Regions from separate parts of the Arachis hypogaea genome. Here region 1 is linked to region 2. Evidence: chromatin contacts called from public Hi-C data. All regions are on one chromosome and are shown on one strand. The core of a region is the stretch at or near the end of the contact, and the rest is flanking DNA. Distances in the headings are between cores, read along the strand shown. Region 1 holds the start of LOC112730659 (probable pectinesterase/pectinesterase inhibitor 40). Region 2 holds the start of LOC112728556 (putative disease resistance RPP13-like protein 1).

Evidence for each region. Hi-C and Micro-C count contacts between places; a contact is called where the count stands out from the background.
Region 1: a Hi-C map of leaf shows a contact between it and region 2, with 4 times the contacts expected there. The contact joins the promoter of LOC112730659 here to the promoter of LOC112728556 in region 2. A contact is called at or near these places in 2 of 8 Hi-C or Micro-C datasets (both in leaf).

What each region holds. Positions count from the first base shown.
Region 1 is chr12:116,276,923-116,283,837 of arahy.Tifrunner.gnm2.J5K5, forward strand. It overlaps LOC112730659 (probable pectinesterase/pectinesterase inhibitor 40), which reads right to left and starts at 3,545. Exons shown (of 2, transcript XM_072210232.1): 1 at 2,535-3,545. The coding sequence starts at 3,349. It overlaps LOC112730660 (putative disease resistance RPP13-like protein 1), which reads right to left. Exons shown (of 6, transcript XM_025780728.3): 2 at 6,828-6,892; 3 at 6,055-6,675; 4 at 5,844-5,908; 5 at 5,602-5,703; 6 at 4,869-5,461.
Region 2 is chr12:116,030,227-116,037,148 of arahy.Tifrunner.gnm2.J5K5, forward strand. LOC112728556 (putative disease resistance RPP13-like protein 1) reads right to left here and starts at 4,200. Exons shown (of 6, transcript XM_072209907.1): 1 at 268-4,200. The coding sequence starts at 3,896. The coding sequence ends at 273.

The DNA.
Region 1 (6,915 bases), core at 2,295-4,794, 250 kb after region 2:
CTTGATTACCGACTGTAAAGTGCTAACCCAACTTACAAGGAGATTCCCACAGAATCATGAAACACAACATAGATGAACAAAGAAACTCTAAGGACATCTATGGCTTTTTCTTTTAATTTTGCACTCTCTGCCTTTTTCCGCTCTATGGCTCTTTCATACAAACCTCACTGTTTGCCTTTTTCCATGAGACTCAAGACATGACAAAATTAAACAGAAAAATACTAAACAGAATATATTGAAGGAGAAGAAAAATTGCTAGCTTAGGTAGCTCTGAGACTTCTATGCCTTGCACTCTCAAATCTTACTCCTTGAATCAAACTGTGGTTGTTCACCCTTTTTATAGAAGAGGGAAGCCTCCACAGTTGAACCAACAACTAAGCCAACTTCTTATTCTTCTTCAAGAAATCGGTTCGGCCAAAGAGAGAGAAGAGGTAACTCATGCAAAACCCAACATGCAATTACCTCTAGTTCTTCCTTGGTCATCACTCTTCATCAATCCGAGCGCTCCATCCTTGGCTTGCTCTCCAAGATGGATTTCTGGCCCTTGATGCTTCATGATGATTATAGCTTCATCTGCTCCAATATCTGCCTTCTCCATCACTTCGCCACTCTAGCTACTTCCTGTAGTGGTTGAGCAGAATCAGAGACAAGCCATCCCTCCAAGATTTTCTCCTTGCTGGCCGAATCTCCTTCTTCCATTTTTGGTATGGAGAAGCTAAGATCTCATCACAAAATCTTACTACAAGTGATAAGATTCTCAGCCACTACATTTTTTATGTTTTCTTGCCATCATTGTGATGGTCTTTAGGTGTGCTTCTTCTTCTCTTTTTCTTCGGTGTGTAGATGTAGCTTCCATGGTTGCTGGTTAAAGACCGAAAGAGAAGAAGGAAAGATGAGAGAATGTAGAGTTAAAGTAAAAGCAATTAATTGAAATGAAACAAATTAATGGGATTGTTTTTACTTCCCTTGCTTGAGTGGCGTGCTGCATTAATCAAATCAATCATGTCACTCATATTATCTCTCTCATTTATGTTTCCAATGCTACCAAGTTAAATTTTGAAATCCATCCTTAATGAAAAATGGAATCTGTTGGAGGCAAAAGGCAAATGATAATATTTGCTTTCCTGATGAATTTTTGGATCTAGTATTGGATCACTTAACATAGATCATAGTTGGGTTTTGGAACAATAATGGATCAATTTGGCCCAAGTAGCACAATAAACAATTCAGCCATATAGAGACATTCAACAAGGCTGAATGTGTATCTTGTTTTTGGGCCTGTAACAATTATATTTTTCGGCCCAATATTAATCCTGTATCACAAAATTATTAATTAACATATGTTAAATGAAAATCAAATTAATAATTTTGTAATTAAATATTTTAATAATGTTTGTTCATCATCAAAATTAAATTAGAGTTTTCCAAACTCATCATCACTATTTAGTAAAATGTTTTAAAAAATTAAAATAAAAATTCTTATCTATTATTATTCAATTGAAACATTAAGTACTAATTAAATGCAATAAACATACATTAAAAGTGTCATAATAATAATAATTATAAAAAATTTCAGTTACAAATATTCAAATTCTACAACTTATACATATTAAAACTCTTACTACCCTTTATTTCTTAATCTCTTATACTAATTGTCAAAAATTCTTTAAATTTAATATAACATTTTTATATATTTTTCATTCTCATTCATTTATTTTTTTCATTATTTACAAACAAAAAAACCACAAGAAAAGACAAAGTGTAGCCATCGAAAAATAAAAAAAAATGCAATTTTGTATAACTCTAATATAAATAACCTGTCTTTTTTAAAAATAAATAAATTCAAAATTTATTTATAATATGTTCTCTAAAATATTTTTAATATAACATTTTTTAAAATATACTATATAGTATAAATAATCTACCTCTCCGCGCATTGCGCGGGTCTCACTCTAGTATATATAATCACACTTAATAATTAACAAAATGTTAACTAAATCATAACATGTTAACAAGGCATTATTATTACACTTATTGTATGTACTTTTCTACACCTAAGATTCTTTTTGTACTTTGAGATAAAGATATATTAGGCTAGATTCATCTATTGTTATATACTAAATAAACATATTCTGTTATTTGAAATTAAAAAATGTGGTTAAATTTTTAGAAGCCATAATTGGTGTAACAATGAGTCAAAGTTGAATTAAGTAAAGGATAAGAAGTTTGATTACTGCATTTTAATTTCATTCTTCAAAATAAAAATATTAGTAAATAAAGTGCATTATTCTTATATATTTAGTAGAGTCCAATATGCCGTTATAAAAAAAGAGCAGTTAATTTTTAAGTTGTGCTAATTTAATATACAAAATAAAATAAATACACTTGCCATTTTTCTTAGCTAAATCAGCTTCGAAGCTCTTATAAATGATCATTCATATGAGATTTTGCTGAAAATGTAATGCAATGAGTGAAAGGAATGAATGATTTTCTTTAAATATAGTATAAAATAATTTTAATAATATAATATATACCTGGTTGTGGTGGAATTAGGAGCCACAGCTACAGCTTCACCAATAGTAGTAAAATTTCCAGAACCATCTTTAGCCACAACAACATCAATCTTAGTTTCATTCACATTTCCACCTTCTAGAAGCTTCCTATCCTTAGCAGAAACCCATGAAGGGAACCCTTTCTTCATTGTTCCATATTCAGCAGACACTTCTTCTTTCTTCAAACTTGTCTTCACTTTCTTCAACATTGCCAATGAGTTACTAACATGATGTGATATCTCAATCACTTTCTCCTCTATCAACCCTCTCACAGCATTCCCATTTTTGCTTTGTGAGAAACCATCAAGACAAGTGTACAAATTTGTCATTGCCCCACTTAGTAGAGTTTGCAAATCTTGGTTGGAAGATGATGATGATGATGATGATGGATTTTTTGAGAGATCAAGAATGGTGGTGTTGAGTTCTACTATGGTGTCATCAAAGAGTTTGAGACAATCATCTAAGGCTCTTTTCTCAATTGTGTTGAGAGTGTTTTGGAGATTCTTGATTATGGTGGTGCAGTTGTTGGATGAAGATTTGACTTCATGGACTGTGTGGTTGACTACTTTGGAGATTATTTGTGGCATTGTTCTTGTTTCAAGGTTTGGGAATGTGGATAAGGTTGAGACACAGAGATCAGGGTAGAGTGTTCCTTTGCATTTTGAATGTGCTACTAATTGGATATGGTTTTGGAAATGGAGATGTTTTTTCCCTTCTTGTTGTGTTGTTGATTTGAAATTTGGGGTTTCAATGAAATAATTGAGATGTGTAGCTAAAAGGATCAGTGCAAAAATCATGGAATAGGATTGGTATAAAGGGAAAACATGGTGATTTTTTGAGGCTGTTCATTGTAAAGGGCTTAAGAGGAAAAATAGAAGTGGTGTAGTAGAAGCTTTGGTTAAGGGTGTGAATGTGTGGTTGTGTAGGGTGCTATATATATGGGAATATGGGGAATAAATAGGGTGGTTTTGGGTTATTGTAAAAATGAAAAAAGAAAAACAGTATTTGAACTCATTTTACTTATACACACTCAAAATATAAAGAGAGAAGAATATCATGCTTTTGTGTGTAAAGTTGAGCATAGCATTTGATGTTAAAAAAGAAAAAATGGAAATGTGTTGTTTGAGTTTGAATTTTTGTGTAGATTATGTCAGAGAGATGGCATGAAATTTGACCCTTTTTCAATTTATATTAGTTTTGTCAAATAGGATCATAATGTGGCATGGATTTTAAATGCTGTCTAAATTAATGGCTCTTAAAAGGATGGAATGTGTGATTATGTGTGACACCTTTTAATCATTTTGGCTCCTGGTTTAAGTGTTGCAGCTATGCAGCTATGGAATGGAATGAAATTTGCACCCAAAGCATATGATTTGATTTTCAACTTTGTTTCTATCTATTGTAAATTTTATTATTTTACTTTTGTAGTGCAACAATCCTACACAAAATTATAGTTTAAGAGACTGAAAGTAAGAAAAAAAACATCAGAAAATGGAGAAAGAAAGGAGAATTGAAGGGATTGAAAGTAGAAGAGGAATGCTATATATCGACCTGTAGTAGTAGTACTATGCTGTCACAGTCACACACAAAATAGAAGAGGAATACTATAATAATTAACCTCCTACTACCACAATTTTTGCCCTAAGCACTTCATATTCGTAACATAGCAACATTCTGAATGCATCTTCATTTGTTAAAAAAAATGCTAGTGTTTACAATTTTACATGATTTGCAGATAACATTTTTAATGATATTTTGAATGAAAGCTATAATAGAGAAGATCACGATATATTCTGGTTCAATTCCAACAGTAGGATCTACATTCAGTCTCCATCACAAAAAATGTAGAATTTTCCACTCTCAACAAATTCAAGTTACAATTATCAATTCAAGCCAAATACAAAAACAAATTTACTGATGAGAGTGAATTACAATTACAATTCTATGTCAATAAAAATTAATAACACTAATGCTTATATATCAACCTATAGTACTATGCTGTTACATACAGAACATAGAAAATAATCTATAAACCGCAACTAACCTATAACAGCCATACCAGAATTACCAAACTCAGCCTAATCTTTGCTTAGTACTAACATGCAAAAATTGCTGCTACCACAATCTTTGCCCTATGCACTTCATATTTATAACATAATAACTTTCTCAATGCATCTTCATTTGCCCAAAAAGAAAAAGGCAGCTGGTGCTTAAAATTTTATTTTATTAGATAGAGATATTTTATAAAATTATCGCATGATTTTGCAGAAAATATGCAAATGACAGTTATAATGATATTGTGAATGAAAGCTGTAATAGAGAAGATGAACATCTCGATATATCCTGGTTCAATCCCAAAATGGGATCTACATCCAGTCTCCACCACAACAAATGGTAGAACTTTTCACTATAAACAAATTCAAGTTACAAATACCAATTCAAGCCAAATACAAAAACAAATTTCTCAAATGCCACTCATGGCTTTTTCTTGATGTTTTCACATCCTAGCATGACAGAAATTGATACTCACTTTCTAAGCTTTCTCTTTCTTATAAATAGAATAACTCATATCAGCTATCCTAAAATAGAATGAAATGATGAAGACATGAAAACTCTTTTTTCTTTTAACATTGCAAGTTTGTACACTTTCTGCCTATTTTTGACAGGCTGCTCCAACTGTATCCTTATCATTGAAGGTGCTCTTGTTGCATTTTGATTGATCTATCGGTCTTAGCGAAATTCTGTTCTACATCATCTACTTCTACTTTTGATTTTGTATGAGGATGGTGTCTTCCATGAATTCAGCTTTTGTATGGATGCAGAGACCACACCTCGTGAAATCATTCTTGACCTGGTTCCCTTGCTCTCCAAATTGAGCCTACTCCAACTTCACTTCAATTTGTTTCTTGCTGCACCGAAACAAACACATTAGAACAACTCATACAATTTTTGCTTAGCACACATTAACTCAAATCATAAATGTTTGGGATCACAGAGTTTATTAGTTTCTTAATTCAACAGAATTAATAATAAGAAAATAAACTTATACCAAATCCAACAAAGGGCACGGGCAAGCAAGCAGGAGCAACAGGAAGAAAGGTAATGAAAGGCCTTCCATTTGGGTGTAGGACAAGGCATGGTGCAAAAGTAGCTAATTGAAATAAGAAAAAAAAAGAAGAAAAACCATTAAAATAGAAAAGGTAAAAAATGGAAGGGAAAGATTTCATCATTCTCAAGGTATGATCCTTGAATTAACAAAACAAGCTTCAATAGACAGAGAAGCATCCTTACAAGAATGGAGGTGCACAACCGAACTGCATTAAATTGACAAGTCCCAGAAGAATCATTAAATGTCCCTATACATGAAGAACAAAGAAGAAGAAATTAGGAATAAAAAGGATCAAAATTTGGAAATAAAAGTAAGATTAAGTAGGAGAGAATGAATATGATGTAGGAGAAGATGAAGTGGGTTTGGGATATAGAGAGATAGCAAAAGAGTTACCTCTTTTAAGATGTTGACTCATTGAATCAGTTTCTCATCAACAAATATTACGGGGATGTGGGAAATGGATGGCCAAATGTGGGGGTCCTTCCTCTCTATGCCTTCACCCAACAACCCACATTCACTGATTCTGAGTTGTCTTAAAGAGCCAGGCAATCTTATTATGTTCTCCAGCTTAGGGCAACCTGAAATTATTAAGTATAGGAGGGACTGTGACTGTGACAGCTCCAGAGATGTCAAATTTTCATGTCTTGCGATTGTGAGAGACTGGAGATTTGGGAACGGTGGGAATGCGAAGGATGTAAGCGAATCACAGCTGTTGTGTATTTCTAATCCCTGTAGCGAGTGATGTTGTTGGTGTTGCATTGGGAATTCTACATTCTTGCAATCTATGATGTACAGCTCTTTCAATGAAGGGGGCAAAGAATCCCCTGGAAATGATATGGCTGTTGAGCAGTTTGAGATGCTTAACTCTCTGAGTGAGGTTGGTTGGGTGTGGGTCATGGCCTCAAACACATACTCCACCTGCTGCTCTCCATTAATTACTACTTTCTCCAACACCAAGAAAGGTAATGAACGGCGTTCCATTTGGGTGTAAGACAAGGCATGGTGCAAAAGTAGCTGATTGAAGTAAGAAAAAAAGAAGAAGAAAAAGCATTAATAGAAAAGGTAAAAAATGGAAGGGAAAGATTTCATCATTCTCAAGGTATGATCCTTGAATTAACAAAACAATCTTCAATAGAGAGATGTTAGAGACAGAGGAGCATCCTTACAAGAACGGAGGTGCACAACCGAACTGCATTAAATTGATAAGTCCCAGTAGAATCATTCAATGTCCCTATACATGAAGAACAAAGAAGA
Region 2 (6,922 bases), core at 2,950-5,449:
AATAAAGGGAGAGGAGGGAATTCCAAAATTGACATTGTATCCTAAAAAAAGTTAACAGTTTTGTGATACTATATGTTGGGGGAAGTAGGCATTGACTGGAGGGGTGATTAAGAGTGTTAAAAGAGAGGAATGGGTTTTGTATTTGCCTCAAAAAAGAGTAGGATAAATTTTTGAAATAAAAGGAAGATATGTAGGAGAGAATGAATATGATGTTGGGAAAATGAAGTGAAGTGGGTTTGGGATATAGAGAGATAGCAAAAGAGTTACCTGTTTTAAGATGTTGAGTCATTGAGGATCTTTGTGCCGTCAACATAAATTTGAGGGATGTGGGAAATGGATGGCCAAATGTGGGGGTCCTTCCTCTCTATGCCTTCACCCAACAACCCACATTCTCTGATTCTGAGTTCCCTTAAAGAGCCAGGCACCCTTATTATCTTCTCCAGCTTAGGGCACTCTGAAATTATTAATTCTCGGAGGGACTGTGACTGTGACAGCTCCAGAGATGTCAAATTTTCACTTCTTGCGATTGTGAGAAACTTCAGATTTGGAAACGCTGGCAATGCGAAGGATGTAAGCGAATCACAGCTGTTGTCTATTGTAAGACTCGTTAGTGAGTAATGTTGTTGGTGTTGCATTGGGAATTCTACATTCTTGCAATCGTATAGGCGCAACTCTTTCAACGAAGGGGGCAAAGAATCCCCTGGAAATGATATAGCTGATGAGCACTCTGAGATCCTTAGGTCTATGAGAGAGGTTGGTTGGGTGTGGGTCATGGCCTCAAACACATACTCCACCTGCTGCTCTCCATTAACCCATAGTCTCTCCAACATGGAAAGTGGTAGCTCCCGCATTCTTGCTTCCTGTTTGCCATCTATTATTAATTGGCGTATGATGGGAGCTCTTGGCAGATAACAACCAAGCTCCTCGCATCCTCTAATGTGGAGTTCTTCCAAAGATGGAAGGAAAGTGGGCAAATCTCCTCTTAACTTAGGGCAGTCCTCTATTATAAGCTCCTCAAGTTTCGGAAATGGTGCATCATCATCATCATCATTACATTCATATGACTCCCATTCCTCCCAGCAAGGCATATCACGGAATGCCAGATATTTAAGGGATCGGAAGGGTGTCTCCTGATGCTGATGAGTTCCATCACCCTTATAGAATGACCCACCAATCTTCTTCACCTTCTCGAGCTCTTTAATGACTAGCCTCTCCAGAGAGGGTAACTGTCCAAGTGATGGAACCACCCAACAATTCCTGCATCCCCTCAGCACCAACACAGTTATGTTGTGGTACGAAGACTGCCCTACCCAATCCGGAAACATGGTACCTCTGTAATCCCAGATGAATAGCTTCTTCAAGTCTTTGTGAGGACGTAATTTGTCAAGTACATCTTTTTCGATTTCGGAATCAACAATATCACCATCTTCAGCTGATGTCCACTCCAACCATAGATTATTGATGTGTTTCTTATCAACCATTCTTGCTTTCCAAGCTTCACTGCTATTAACGGCATTCTCTAGTTGCTTAATATGAAATGACCCTTGAAGATTTACAAGTTCTCCCAATTCCCCTATCCCATTCTCTTCATGCTCGCCAACAATATAGTAATGCAGAATCTGCAAATCTTTTAATTTGCTCATCCCTTTTGGCATCTCTTCTAAATTAGTATCTTCAATATCCAGATAGCGCATATTTACAAGATCTTGCATCTTGCTTGGGAGCTTTTTGAGTCCTCCACATCTGCGCAACTTCAATATTTGTAAATTATACAATTTGCTCAATGACTCGGGAAATTCCACAATAGGCGTACGAGAGAGATCCAAATGACGTAAATTTACAAGATCCTGCATGTTGGTTCGAAGCTTTTCTAGTCTTTCACACCCTGTCAACTTCAGTGTTTGTAAATTATGCAATTTGCTCAATGACTCGGGCAATACCCCAATTGCCGAATAAGAGAGATCCAAATGAAGCAAATTTACAAGATCCTGCATGTTGATTGGAAGCTTTTCTAGTCTTGCACAATGACTCAACTTCAGTGTTTGTAAATTATAAAATTTGCACATTGACTCTGGCAATGTCTCAATAGGTGAATGAGAGAGATCCAAATAACGCAAATGGATCAAATCACCTATTGAATCGAGCAATGAAAGAGGAAAGAATTTAAATGACAAAACCCTTAAGCGCTTCAACTGTGCAAATAAGCCACAAAGATCAACTTCCTCTGTGGAATCCTCCCATGTTTCAAAACTGATATTCAGCAATGTCCTTGCATTTTTTAAATAATCACATACTTCCGAGATCTCTGAGAATAACGAATCATCGATGACAAGACCATATGAAAGATGACGAGGACAAGCATCATGCTTGTCTGCAGTTTTGAGTTCAAAGTTTCTAGAAAAGAACTTTCCACCGTAGAATATTGCTAAATCATGCATGAGATCGTGCATCACAAATAAATTTTCATTGGTTTTAGAATGTTGGAAAAACGATCTTGAAACCAAATCATTAAAATATTTAGAACCAACTTCTTCTAAAGTGCTGCCACTCTTCGGTTGCTGCAAAAGACCTTCTGCCATCCACAATAACACCAGTTCATCTCTTTTGAATTCATAGTCTTTTGGGAATAAAGAACAATAAACAAAGCAACGTTTTAAGTGGGAAGGGAGGTAGTGATAACTAATTCTTAATGCTGGAAGAATCCCACTATCTTTTTTGGGAAGTTCCCAAATTTCATTCCTCAATATAAACTCCCAATCTGCTATTTCTTTTCTTGCTCTTAATAAACCTCCAAGTGTTTGAGCAGCCAAAGCTAACCCATTACACTTTTTGACAATTTTTCGACCAACTACTTCTAAAGCAGAACGGATATGAGGTTCAGCAGAATTAAGACATGCATGATCTGCAAACACTGACCAGCAGTGATCATCACCCAACAAACTCAAACGGAAAGTTGGAATAGTTTTCACCATATCAGCAATCGAATCAAGACGAGTTGTTACAAGAATCTTAACACCCCCGTTACTAGATTTGAAAGGCTTTAAAAAACTTATCCAGGCATCATAATTGTTACTCCACATGTCGTCCAAAACAACCAACAACTTCTTCCCTGCTAGGACTTCCTTTGAACTCTCCTGAATTGTGTTTAGCTCAGTTGAGTTGCAAGAACTAGAAGTTACTTTCTCCATCACCGTCTTTGTCGCCTTAAGAACATCAAATTCTTCTTGCCCATCACAAACCCATGCCTTAACATCAAATTTTTGTTTCACTCGGTCATCATTGTAAACCATCTGAGCCAAAGTAGTCTTTCCTATTCCACCCATGCCGACCATAGGAATCACGGATATTCCACCGTCATTGGTAACATCTAACAACAGTTTTACTATGGCCTCCCTGTCTTGGTCCCTGCCATATATTTGATGCACACCAACCAGAGATGTTGAGGGGATCCTCCATGACATGTCCTCCACCGGTATCTCCTTCAAGCCAAGACCATCTTTCTCATTTACAATTGACTCTAATGCAGTAATGATCTCTTCTATCTTGGTTACTATCTCACCATCACCATGCAAATTGACATAGCGAGACAGAGAGTTACCTTGAACCTTTTGAATGGCAGCTTTGGTGGTGACTTCATCAAGTATGTCTTCAGCATCGTACACAGCATACTTCAGCCTGTCCAGCCAGTGCTTCACAGCTTCCTCTTCGATCTGCCTCCGCTCGGCGTCATTGATCACAGCATGAGCAGCCTTCAGAACTGTCTCCAGCTTCTCAACCAGCTTCCGGTTAAGCTTCTTTCTCTGGATGAAGTTGACAAGTAAGGGTGAAATCAGCATGTCGTAGATAGTGCCAAGTGCAGAGTTGAGAAAAGCTTCTCCCACAAATCTTGCAGCCATGTTGATCTCAAGATAAGAAGAAAGAAAACAAAGGGAAGTAGTGGATGATTGTTTGCAATGAAGGTAAAGGAAGAAGTAGCAGCAGGTTCAGAAAGTGATGGTTAATTGCTTATGTATTTTGTTTTCCTTGTAGCAAAAAGACATTGACTTCACACATGCTTATTGGTCTTTGGGACAAAATATGTGGCTAGAAATGATGTGTACTGCTGAAAATAATTATGCTATGTTTGTCTTCAGACTTTATGTCATTGCAAATCGGGTTAAAGAGATTTAGAAAAATTAGGATGAGACTCACGTAATGCGCAGGACCTAAATTAATCATGGTATACAATAAATATTAAAAATTATTATGTTTTGTAAAATTAAATTAAATATGTATTAATTAAAATTAAATTTAAAGGTATTTTATTTAAAATAATTTGTAATACAAAAGATTTAGATGTTGGAGTTATAAAGTAACATTTTTATTTAATGGTTTGATTTTTGCATTTATTTTAGTTGATGTACTTAATTTTCTTATGTGGTGCTTATCCTCTTTTTTCTTTATTGGTTATTATTAGAGTTGTTGCTTTCTTCTGTTTTTTTTTATGTCGTAAGTTCTTGTGAAGGCATGTTCTTTATGAATTGTTGAGTTATATTTGTATGCACTTTCTTTTTTTTGAACAAATGAGCTCAACACCTACAAACAACAAAAAATTAACGCCTACAAACAATCCCTTGTGTTATCTCCGGCATTGTCATCAATAACAAAAGGGATCCAAGTTACACCAATCTCTGTAACTGGTCAAAGATCTGTGGAACACCGCTTCTACTCTAGACTCCTTGTTATTAAAGATCCGCCCGTTCCTCTCTAGCCACACATTCCAAATAACTGCAAAGAAACATATGAACCACTTGTTCCACTCTTGTTTCTTGTTAACCACTCCTATCCAACTCTCAAAATGTTCTTTCAATGAACTCGGAATAGTCCACAACCTCCCAAGGTCAGATAACCAAGCACCCCATACTTGTCAGGTAAACTCACAACCAAGAAACAAGTGATAGATATGTTCAACATCTTTCTTACACAATACACACATGTTATCACCATGACTAATAATTCCTAGCCTAAGCAGCCTTTCTTTGATATTCACTCTGCCTATCAACACAAACCAGACAAATAACTCCACTCGTGGCGGAACCAAGCCTTTCCATACTGTTTTGGTGAAACTGTAACTAGAGATGTTCTCCAAAAGTGTATCTGACTGCATCACCTGCACAAAAGAGTTAGTTGAAAAAATACCTTTCTTGTCAAACTTCCAAAAAACTCTATCCTGGGTATCACATGCTAACTTTATAGGCCGTAAGGTCTCATGCAAATGATCCACTAGTTCTAACTCCCAATGGAATAATTCTCACTTTCACTGGAAGTTCCAAATCCACTCTAATCCGTCCCAAAACCCACAGTTCCCTATGACAGATCCTCTTTGGTTTGAAACAGAGAAGAGTCTCGGAAAACTCGACTTTAACGTCCCACTTTGTAGCCAAGTGTCTTCCCAGAACCAGGTCCGTATTCCATCACCCACCTCCATAGACAGCCCAACAATCATCTTATCTCTCACATTACGATCTTTGAACTACAACTGGCAGATATCTTTCCAGGGACCCCCTCGACTAGGTAGTGTCTGAGATGGTAACATCATATTGAGGTTTAAGTTGTGGCAGGAGCACACAACCTTCTTCCATAAAGGACACTCCTCTTTTGAGAACTGCCACCACCACTTGATAAGAAGGGCTGTGTTCCTAACCACGGCATCACCCACTCCTAGTCCACCCAATTTTTTAGGAACCTGGACTACTTCCCACTAAACCAACGCCATACCATTCCTACCTTCCTCCTTGCTCCATAGGAATTTTCTCTGTAGCGAAATCAGCTTCTCTGCCACTGCCTTTGGCATCTTATATAGGCTCAAATAATAGATCGGCAGGCTATTCAGAAGAGCTTTAATAAGAACTAGCTTACCTGCTTTATTGAGCACTTTCGCCTTCCACAAGCCAAGCTTCTCCACCACTTTATCAATTATCGGTTTCCACGTACTTACCCGCCTTGGGTTTGCCCCTAATATAATACCAAGATATCTGACTGGAAGGTTAGCCTCCTTACATCCCAATAAATTACACATGTCGTAGGTCCATGGCGGTTCGCAATTGATTGGAATTAAACTTGACTTATCAAAATTGATGCTTAACCCCGACATCAGCTCAAAATACTTTAGTAGCCTGACATAGTTTCTGATGGTCTCCTTCTCTGGTGGGCAGAACAGTATAGTGTCATCAGCAAACTGGAGATGTGATAACTCTATATTATCCTTACCAACCAGCAAGGGCGAAATACGTCTGTTCCTGACTGCTTTCCCTACCATCCTATGTAGGACATCAACCACAAGAATAAAAAGAAATGGAGACAGTGGATCACCTTGTCTCAAACCTCTTTCCATCTTAAACGGTTTTGTCAGTGAGCCATTTATCAAGATCGACATTGAAGCTATACCAATACACTCCTTCACCCATTCCCTCCACCTCCAACCAAACCCCATCTTCTGGAGTACAATATCCACGAAGCTCCACTTTACCCGGTCATAGACCTTCTGGAAGTCCAACTTGATGATCGCTGCTTTATTTTTCCTCATCTTTAACCATTGTACTATTTCGCACACAATAAGTGCCCCATCGTGTATTTTCCGATCCTTAACAAAAGCACTCTGCGTCTTACCTACTAGACCTGGCATCACTGCTTTCATCCTTCGGACCATCACTTTAGATATTACTTTATATATGTAACCAACCATGCTAATCAGCCCGAGGTCCTTAATCTCCTTGGCTCTAGTGAACTTTGTTGCTAGGGCCACCCAGGTGATATTCGAATAAGAAGGCAGCCTTGATGAGTGAAAAAAATCTAGTACAACTGTCGTGAACTCTACACCAATCCGTCCCAGCACTTTTTAATGAAGTTCATGTTGTAACCATCGCTTCCTGGAGCTTTAAAT